Regions from separate parts of the Columba livia genome. Here region 1 is linked to region 2. Evidence: chromatin contacts called from public Hi-C data. All regions are on one chromosome and are shown on one strand. Each heading gives the region's core, a stretch centred on a gene start, on an enhancer-like site or on the middle of the called end of the contact. The rest is flanking DNA. Distances are from core to core; before and after follow the strand shown. Region 1 holds the start of PLCE1 (phospholipase C epsilon 1). Region 2 overlaps PLCE1 (phospholipase C epsilon 1).

What was found. Hi-C and Micro-C count contacts between places; a contact is called where the count stands out from the background.
Region 1: a Hi-C map of crop shows a contact between it and region 2, with 7 times the contacts expected there. The contact joins the promoter of PLCE1 here to the enhancer-like site in region 2. A contact is called at or near these places in 2 of 2 Hi-C or Micro-C datasets (crop and liver).

What each region holds. Positions count from the first base shown.
Region 1 is chr6:20,789,228-20,794,414 of bColLiv1.pat.W.v2, reverse strand. PLCE1 (phospholipase C epsilon 1) reads left to right here and starts at 1,253. Exons shown (of 33, transcript XM_065067458.1): 1 at 1,253-1,457.
Region 2 is chr6:20,750,841-20,756,264 of bColLiv1.pat.W.v2, reverse strand. All of the region lies in intron 2 of PLCE1 (phospholipase C epsilon 1), which reads left to right. Among named protein-coding and RNA genes, the nearest start is that of PLCE1, 40 kb to the left of the region's middle. Within about 2 kb of position 3,529, at least 1 of the 3 cell types and tissues checked has an H3K27ac peak away from gene starts, as active enhancers do.

The DNA of each region.
Region 1 (5,187 bases), core at 4-2,503, 40 kb before region 2:
CAAAATGTGAAGTACACACAGGTAGTATTAATTGAATTGGGTCAATATTCAGTATATGAATATATGGGTGTACTGAAAAATATACAGATCAGACAGAGCAGGAATTTGAAAAGATTGTCTACTTAAATTTGACTTTTTGTAAAATATTGTATTATGGCATTTTTTGGGTACTACATGCAGTGAATGAAATCCAGGCCACGCTGGAGGCAAAGGGAATATTAAATTTTTTTTTGTAGAACCTGGATTTTATCAAACGTGTACTATATTTCAGTATAGAATAATCAACATTCTGACTTAATTAACTGTATTAATTCCAATTGGCCATGTCTCATGTCTCCCAAGCAATAAATGATTTTGACATTACACTGCTAGAAAGATCAAGGTACTTTACTAAGGTGGATGTATTTTCTTTCACTCATTTAATTATCAGAACGTGTAAACCACTGAAACAGTCAGAGTAGATATTAAAGCCAGGAAATAGTAAGTTAATAAATACAATGACATTATATCTGACCTAATTTGCTACACCCCCCCACCTCCCCCCAATATAAACTTTTTGAAGATACGTAACTTCTGTACTTTCAGTGGATAACACCATTGACTTTTGATGTATTTGTTGAACTGCTAACAGACTTCCTCTGCTGTGATTACTATCTACAAGGCATCAATATGATTGTACTTGTATTATCCCCACAAGACAATTATTGTAACGAAGTCTGGAGTGTTTGCTGAGGTAAGAGAGTAGAACATAAAGTAATAAATCTCACTTTCAAGCGTTAGGATTTGTTTTTCCCTTAGAAAATAGTACTACAAGTTCCTTACACTGGAAGGGAAGGAGGTAAATTAACTGTAAGTTTTACAGCCCTGTCCTGGGACACAATTTCCACATACCTTAGTTATGAGAATTGGTGCCCTTCACATAAAAATGTCCAAAATAACACATCCATTGCCAACTTGCCTGTTTAAAAATGAGAATGCTGCCTTTAAAATGAAAACTTATGATACTGCTTTTTCTTCGTGTTGTACTCTGCGTGGAAGAGGTCGCATGCAAAGATGCACAGCTGAGTTGACCAAAACCGCAGTTAACCGCAGTTAGTTTTCCACAGCACCGGTGGAAACAGTGCGGTATTTCCCCCTCCCTTTCCCGAGCTCCGCTCTCTCTCTCCAGAGATAATGGCTGGCAGCGGGCACCGGGCAGGGGCTGTGGCTGCGCTGCTCAATCGAGCCCTTGTTTCCGCTGCCGCGGGGGAACCAGCACCTTGTGCGGGTGCTGCTGCTGGGGGGGCAGCATTCCGATGCGGTGAGGCAGCCGCGGCCCGGCCCGCCCCCGCCCCGGCTCGGAGGGCGCGCACGGCGATGGCGCTGGACCGGCTCCCGCCGCGGGGGACGGCGCCGTTACTCAGCGGTGCGGAGGCGCAGGGCTGGGGCGCTTGGGCGATGCTGCCCGTTGGCGGGAGGTAGGAGGATCTTCGCGGGTGACTCCTGGGGTGCGCTTTCTGGCTTCGGGGATCCCCTCTGTGGGCGCTGTCTGGTCCTTCATGAGAAGCCACACGCGCACCGGGGAGAGCAGCAGCTCAGTTTGTGGCGTTCAGGGGTACTGCAGGCAGGGTTACCCGCCAAACTTATAGGACGTGGATCGCCCGGAGGGAGCGGAGCGGCAGCGGGCAGCCGCCGCGGACCGCGCATCCCGGTGCTGCGGCGGGTGCGCAGCCCTCGCGGTGCGGGACGAGCGCCTCGCCTGTGGGGGCTGCAAACCCCCGTGCGCTGCAGCCCCTCGTGCCCCCGCCCCGCAGTGCCTGTGCGAGCGCGGGGCTGCCATGGGGCAGGACGAGGAGGAGCTGCCCGCGACGGGCTGGCCCGCATCCCGCCTCTCGCGTGTGCGGAGGACGAGCCCAGCGGGGACTGCCGTCTGGCGGGGGGATCTCCCCCTCTCCCCCGCCGCTGAGGAGGGGCGGTCCCGGGGGAACCCGCCCCGGCGGCTCCACGGCTGAGTCAGCCGGCGGCGCTGCCCCGCGGCACCTCCTCCCTCCATCGACCCGGCGGGGCGGTGCGCGCCCGCAGCCCCCGCCCCCGGCCCGCCGGGGCAGGCGCCTCGATCGCTCCGCCGCCCCGGGCAGCGGCGGCCGCGGAGCGCTGCGGAGCCGGGGACTGTCCCGTCCCGCAGACCGCTCCGCCGCCAAGGCCCTGCCGCCGCTGGAGTCGACGGCCGGCCCGAGGAGGAGGAAGATGCCGGGGGGACGCTGAAAGGTGCGTCCCCAGCTCGCCCCCGCCCGCTTTCACGGGCCCCTTCCCCGGCTCCCGAGCGAGGCTGGCGCCTGCCCTAAGGGCTCCCAGGGGCAGGGCTCCGGCTCCCCGGTCCCGGTTCCTCGGGCTCCGGCGGGGGCCGCGGAGGGCTGCTCACTGAAGCCGTGCCCGGGCGGGGGCTTCGCTTTCGGCCACGTTCCGCAGCCCCGGGCGGGACCCGATGGCCCCCGCTGCCGGCGCCCTCCCTGCCTGCCCTGTGCTTCGGGGCTCCCCCTCTTCCTCCGGGAGGGTTCAAGAAAATCCTAAATACAAAAGCAAACTGGGGTGGGTTGTTCTTATCCCACAAGATATAAATTTTTATAAATAATCCCTCACTTTCTATGTTCTCTTTTTTTTTACTCATTGCGATTGTACAAACAGTTGCGGTGGTGTGGTTTTTATTTTTATTTTTTTTTTATTAGAGCCTGGCTAATTGACAAGAGCAGTGTAGCTCACAGGAGATCTGTCGGAAGGAGCCTCTGGTTGTAAGCGGCAGTGGTGACGTTTCTCCCCACTCAGTGGGTCTTGTTGAGCCCCTCTTGTGGGCTTTAAGCACTCTTTGTGGGCACTGCAGGCCCTGGCACCCAGGCACGAAAGGCAGATGCCTTCCTTCCAGCTCCAGACTTCTCTCTGGCCTGCTCAGTGAAGTGTGGTTGAGTTACAAAGACTGTAAGTCTGCAAACACTTACAAAAGTAGTTTTGCTTAAGTGTTTGTAGGATCAGGACCAAAGTGTCTGGGACTGATACATATCAGTTCTGCTGCACAGTCTTGGGATGCCACCAGCACAGATGATGCAGAGAGGAGCCTGTGAAGTGTGCTTCTGATGAAGGAAGTGTAAGAGTTGGATACGGTGGTAGAGAAATGCATAAAAGATCAGCTGGGCTTCAAGGAACAGTCAAACATTTCGTGTTTCACAGGTGCTTGTGTGAAGAGCAGAACTGGACTTGCTATTGTGTTTATATAACAAAAGTTTTCTAAATGTTTCAATCCTGTACGTTTTATATATTTGTATATTTGAAAGGGGATCAGAGAACCTGCCCATTATGAAAGAGCCACTTAGCGATTACTGCAAAGCAGTGACCATTATGTAGTTTAAGAAGTCATGCGTTTCCAACTAGAGATAATTATCTGTGATCCGTGGTATCTCATCCTGTGAAAAGTCAATGGTAAACAACCAATGTTTGTGGTTGTTACAAAACCAAAATGAAAAATGCGTAAACAAATCTGGGAGCAATGAAACAAACAAGGTGAAACCAGAAACAGACGCAGCATTTTGTGTATTAGGAAATGCTTCAGAGAGAAATGCCCAAGTCATGAAAGATCATGTCTAGTCTGTGCATAAATTTGCACAGATTTAGTAAAATCAATCATTCTTAGTCATCTAAATATAATTTATTTGTGTTATGCCATATTGAGTTATTAATCTAATGTACTGTAATGAGTTCAATCCTATTTTCTTATGTGGTAAGGAGTTTGTTATTAAGACTTCGTAACTGCAGACCAGACAGTGCATTTCTGGTCCTCTCAGTTCACACTGCTTTAGTGTGATGCCTCTTTACCAGTGAAGTGTGATGTTCAAGCCAGAGTTCCAGCAATTTAACAAGAAAAAAAAAAACACAACAAACTTTGAGTTCAAGAAACATGAAAGCCCTACTGCAGAATCAAAAATACTGAAAACTGTATTTACTGAAAATCGTAGAACAGGTTCATGAGAGAGATTATAAGGAAGTTTGAGGTTTGGGAGATTTGTGAAATGAGAAAAAAAAAATGTGTTTAGGTCATCCAAAATAATGTTGAGAAACAATCTGAGCATCATTTGTAAGTACCTATAGAATAGGGTATTTCTTGTATTAAAGGGCTGTTCTATTTAAGACAAATATGAAATATTACGATCCAGTGACTTGAATCTATATTGAAATCCAGTATAGAAGCAAGACACATATTGGAAAGTGACAGTTTAACTGTTCATGAAGGATTGTGGTAGATTTATAATGACTGGAAATGTTTACCTCAAGTTATAGAATCATAGAATCATTTTGATTGGAAGAGACTCTTAAGATCATCAAGTCCAAACATAACCTAACTCAGGCACTAAACCACGTCCTTAAGAACCTCATCTACACATCTTTTAAACACCTCCAGGGATGGTGACTCCACCACTTCCCTGGGCAGCCTGTTCCAATGCTTCATGGCTCTTTCCATGAAGAAATGTTTCCTAATATCCAATCTGAACCTTCCCTAGCGCAACTTGGGGCCATTTCCTCTTGTCCTATCACTTGCTACTCTGAAGAAGAGACCAACACCCTCCATGCTACAGCCTCATTTCAGGTAGTTGTAGACAGTGATAAGGTCTCCCCTCAGCCTCCTTTTCTCCAGGCTAAACAGCCCCAGCTCCCTCAGCCGCTCCTCGTCAGACTTGTGCTTCAGGCCCCCCACCAGCTTCATCACCCTCCTCTGAACTCTCTCCAGCACCTCAATGTCTTTCTTGTAGTGAGGGGCTCAAAACTGAATACAGGATTCGAGGTGCGGCCTCACCGGCACCGAGTACAGTGGAGCGATCACTTCGCTAGTCCTGCTGGCCACACTGTTCTTGATGTACCCAGCTCTTCCTTTTGGAGAAGAGCAGCTGTAACTTAGCAGTAGTTCTTGAATTTGAAACAAAAATTAGTTAAAGGAAGACTTGATTTATAAAGGAGTCATAAAGCAATTAATCTATTATTTCATTAGAAGTCTTATTTGCATAGGGATATTTCATGAAACATTAAAACTAAGTTTAAAAAGATATTATTTTTTTAGCGATCAGCTTAATTTACTGCATGTTTATAATAGTATTTCTTTGTGGATTTTATCTTCTAAAACACTAAAGACAGCACTTTAGGAAAAGGGTGGTTGTTTTGTTTTTC
Region 2 (5,424 bases), core at 2,280-4,779:
AAATATGTATAATTCATATAATTCAGGTTCGATCATTAACTTGATATATAAAACTTCCTTCAGTACCCTTCAATTGCATATGCTGTTATTCGCTGTTGATGTTACCACGCTGCTCGGAAGTCCTGCTTCTGGACCTGAATCTGAGTCCTGGCTGTTTCACAAACAAGGGATGATCTCATCTGCTCTATAGACTGAGAGGCAGGCAGTTGTTAGCGAGTGAGCTCAGGTTTTGGAGAAGATAAACTTCTCCCAAACACTCTCCATATGCTGTGGCTAAATTTTGTTTGATCTCAGCAGGCTTAGTGGCTGTGTGTTGCCTTGTAGCCTGTGGATGAGACATATCCTAAATTTCTAGTGGAACAGAAAAAAAGATAAACACTTTCCCACCAGCTCTGACTGCTAATATTTGGTAATTTTAGAGTAAGAGCAAAGAGCAAAAATTTTTTTTAAGGTATGTAGCTAATCAACACTGAAATACTTCTAGGCTGAATAAAGCTCTGAATGATAACTCTGGATAGTTTATCTTTAAGCAAAAACATAAGAATGTATCTGAGCCATGGAGAATTGGTCTAAATGTGGTTGTGAGTTGGCGCAAGAAAAAGACCCCTGAGAGAAAACTGTCATCAGTCTTCTCTGTTTTAAATTAGGAATTTATCTTGAGTAATTTTGCAGATTTAACAGTATCATGCTACAAAATTGAGGCCATTATAGTTCTGACTCTGTGTTTGTGTAAGATATTTTACATTATAGAAGCACATTACAGTTGCCATGGGAACCATAACATTGGCCTTCCTGTCTGTGGTTTACAAACTTGGGATTGCACTAGGTGGCGTGTGTGTATATGTATATATCTCAAAGGGAAAAAAATATTTCATGAGTATACAGAATATACCCCTTTTATGAAATTAACTTGTATTCTGGCATGTTTTTTTGAAACTTACCTTACTTAAAATACAGTCAGGGAGAGCCACAGGAGTGCAAAATCTTTTGCTATGTGAAGATTTCATTGCCATCTAGTGATTTGCCACCAGCATAACGGTGGCTATGGTCAGTTAACAACAGGTCATTTAACAGGTTGAGGCTGTAGAAGAGATAGGTAGACATTACCCATGAGCAGGAAATGTAACATGGATCATAAATAAACCAGCAGCATATTACTTTTTATTATTCCCTGGCAGTCCAGAAATAGAGGTGTGTTTTGTTTTTCATTTAACCAACAGGTTGGAGATGGACTTACAAGGGTTTGAATGCTTCCTTTGAGCACACAAAGTTCTTCACACTTTCATCTTCAGCAAGCATTTGTGAATCATGGAATATTTAGTTTAGCTTGCACAGTGTTTCTTTGCCATTGGTTTGGAAAAACTGCAGATCCAGCCTTTGTAAATTATGATCAGGTTTAAGTGATTTTTATTTTGGTTTTGAACATATTTCTCATCACACTTCAGCTTTGACCAGCTGTTTCCTGTTTTTCCTCCCAGTGGTTTAGCTGCTGAGGAGATAAATGCATCAATGGTTTGTTTCAGAATTAAAATTACCTTTATGGAATGATGAAATATTTAAACAAATAAGTTGGGCACCATTACAAATGAAGTTATGGTGAAATTCAGTAGATGAAATATTGTTTGCTGTACCTAGATCTTTCACAGATTACAAAGGTTTTGCTACATAGGGAGCTCATTTGATACAAGAAAATTAATCCAGCATCGGAAACACCAGGGTGAAGCTTTGTGTGGGGAATTTGGGTGTGTGTGATGGAATTTTTCAACCGTTCCAAGTTTTTGTGTTCATATGAGAATATTTTGATTTATCTGATCTGATCTACGTATTGACCTGTCCATTACATCATATTTGTCCTGTTCAACCTCCTCCCCCCGCCCCCCAAATTTTTGGGACTTATTTGGATAGAGGTTTTGTTCATTTTTGTAATCATACAAACTATTTTTGAATTTTAGAGCTGAGTTTGTGTATGTATTTTTGCAGAATAAAGCAGGGCAGGTTTACCAGGGAAGATGGGGAAGAGTTGGTACATTGTCTGTTAGGACTGGCTTGTGCAATGCACTCTGTTTCTTTTTGTTGATAGTGAGCTTACTCCACATCCACACAGATAGTGGATATGTTTTATCCTGGCTACAGACATCATTCTTTGGGACCTTTAAATGAGTTTCACTAACATGAAAGGTGTTTACATAGATAGTGATGAAAATATTGCCTTCTCTCTTCAGAATTGAGGTTGTCACTGTGTAGGATTGTGGAAGGATCACTCATTGATTCTTGTAGCAGGCTGTTCAGTGGAATCCAGCATTGCCTGTCCCTCACTCTGCTTCAGTGCTCTCTGTGACCTAAGTGGTCAGATCTTATTTAGTCTGCACCCTCTGGCATGACAGAAAAAAACAGTCAGAGACAGTTGATAGCATGTCAGCTACCATGACCAGTGATCCTCCGTGGATTGAGGGCTTTAAATATTCCTTACCTGGTAGGTAACCAAGTTTCTTACCACCGAGTAGCAGCAGCAGAGCTGGGCTTTTGTCTGTGGTGAAGGTCCCAGCTCCAGAACCTTGGACCATGCATTTGCTCCCCTGGGTAAGGTATCTGTCAACTGTTTTTTATCTTAACCCATTTATAGACCATATCCCATACCATTTTTAGGGCCCTGCAGACTTCTCCAAATGCCATCCTTAATAGCATTTATCTCAGGGTTTGGTCCAGCTGCTGCTGTTTGTAAATGACTCATGCCTGCAGCTTGCACTGTCTTGATTTCCCTATAGCTTTTTCAGGCTCCTTCTCCCCAGGTTCTTTTTGGTGGATGACTCCAAGATCTGCTGTTTCTTTCTAGGCTTCCTAACCTTGGAAGTCTCTGTAGGGTTTCTCATTAAATTCTGTGAAGGAAAGGGGGGACTGTTCTCCTCCCTGCCTTGAAAACGCTAGTTTTTTATAACACCTTCTAAGTAGTTTTGCTCTTTTTACTTCAAGCCTATCAGTAGTTGTCTTTTCTCGTTCACTAGTTACGTTCTTGAACTTACCTTCAGCTTGCTCACTATTCCCTGGACCAATGGTCTTTATGGAGCCTCTTTTATCCTTCAGTCTTAGAGCAGGCTTCTCAAAATATGTCCCATTAGTTCTCTACTACTTCATAGTATTTTTTCATAGTGTTCACAACCTGCTCTTGGCTGAGTCTGACAGTTAAAGCTGGAATTCCTTCTTCATGCAATTGTGTGGTCTTAATGGGCACTCCTGCTTCTATTAGTGTTACACCCAGCTTTGTTGAGCTCATTCAAATTTACATGTGGCATCTGTACCATTTATAGCTATTACATTTACATTTTAGGGGTTTTTTGGGGTCCTTTTACTTTCCATGTTCTTTTTGGAGATTTTTTTTTTTCCAGGGATGGTTAGTGAACAGTATTGAAACTTCATGTTGGATGGTTCATATGCACATAGTTGTAGTATTACACTTTTAGACTGCAATTTGCTTTCCAAAAGAGCTGGTATTTTTGGCTGAATTTAAATGTCCATTTCATCAAACTGTTGTAAAGAATAGTACATTTGTAACTGATTTCCTGTTGTACTCATCAGGAAAAAAAGACGTATTATCTAATCAGTACTTATATTAGGCAGTAGTGGCCAGATCCCTCTGATCGTTGCTTGATTTTAATTTCTCTGTTCTGCAAAGGAACACAAGGAAAACAACAGCCTAGATGAAAGCAGATTCACAGGAAATACCCATGTGGTGGTGACTCAGTGGATCCAAGAGAACAAAAACTGAAAGAAACATTTTTCATTAAGTAAAAGAAGTGGAAATTGATATAACAGTACTGGGCACAATTTGCTAATGAGATATGAAAGGTAGTTAACTGAAAGAACTAGTGAAAAGCAGCCAATTTTAGGAAAAGCTTGGGAGGAAAAGAAAAGAGAGAGTTGACAAAGAGTCCTTTGAGTGTTAGGACTTCAGAAATGTAGAGAGCAAAAAACAACAACAAAATCTTATTTCCAAACCTAACCAGAACTAAAGGTTTTACTGTTTTTCTATGCAACTAAGACATGTAAACCAGTGATCGTACTATTAGGATGGTTATGTACAAAAGTTGCACTTTCAAGTAGAAACAAAAAGAAAATTAAAAGAATTTGGAGAGACATTGTTCGTCGTCATCTGATTTCTAAACCATTATGAACTGAGGCACTCTGGCAAGACTTGATGTGCCAAAGCCAAGCGTGTGTGGCAAGGCTCAGTAGTTGGGCTATTTTGCTAGCTTCTTGGGGTTTTAATTAGATGATGTTTTATAGGATTTTTTTGCTGGGTATATTTTCTGCTATGGAAAATATCTGATGAAAATAACATACTATCTTAAATTGGTTGCTGGTTTAAAAAATTCAAATCTGCAAGCAGAGTTACTGAGTTTTGGTTTTGATAAAAATCAGTTTCAATTTCTTATCTGGGTAACAAATGAAATCAAATAATGAAATAGAAATAATGAAACTTAATTTTGGAAAGCTTAGAATAATAAAGTTTGTTAGAAGACTAAGATGATGCATGTCAGAAAATTCAGCACTGCAATTGATATCTTGAGTCTCCACATGGACTTCCACCTCTCTCCTGCAGATGAGGGGCAGAGCTTCCAAGTATATCTGTTTCATATGTTACCATTATCAGGCTAGCGGCAGTACTTAACATGTGCACATGGAAGAATTGTTAGGTTGCTTAGGTGTGTATCATTAGTAGTATGTGCACCACAGTTTGGAAACCCGTGACTGAGCCCATGATTTGGCTGGATCAAGTGTTGTAGTTTTTGACCGACATTATTTGCATCATGTTCTGTTGATAAATACTAGGTTGGCCCAAATCTAAAACAATCCAGACCATAATTTGGTTTCATTTTTTTTAAAGAAATGAAAATTAAAAACTTCGTATGTGTTGTATCTTTATCCTGTAGTCTAACTTATACCTCTGCCCCAGCCATGTCCATATTGTCCTGTTTTGTTGCCTCCTCTGCCCTCCAACCTGCAGTGTGTGTATCTTTAAACTTCAGATTTTAAACTGCTGCCTTCTTCACTATGTGGTCCTCTTGTCAAGCACACTGATTTCTTTCAACACTCTGAGTGGCCTGAGGGCATTGAAGCCCAGGGTCCAGCCCCACTAAAACTGTGGTTTGCTGAAACCTTGGTGACCTGGGCAGAGTCATTGCAGGGGCTCACACACCCTCCGCATCCACCATTTTATGTCCGGATTTAAAGAAGGGGAAAAGAAAATTCTGTTCCTTGTGTTAGCAAACCTGAGCTACTTGTCTCTTAGGGTCATCCCAGATCACATCCTGGAGCTTCTGTCTGTGCTGTTTGTGCCTGTGTCAGCTCCAGCTGTGTGGGAGGGAACCCCACAGCTGTCCCAGGGATGTGGAGAAGCTGCAGCTGCTAGGTGAGCAGGGGCTGGAT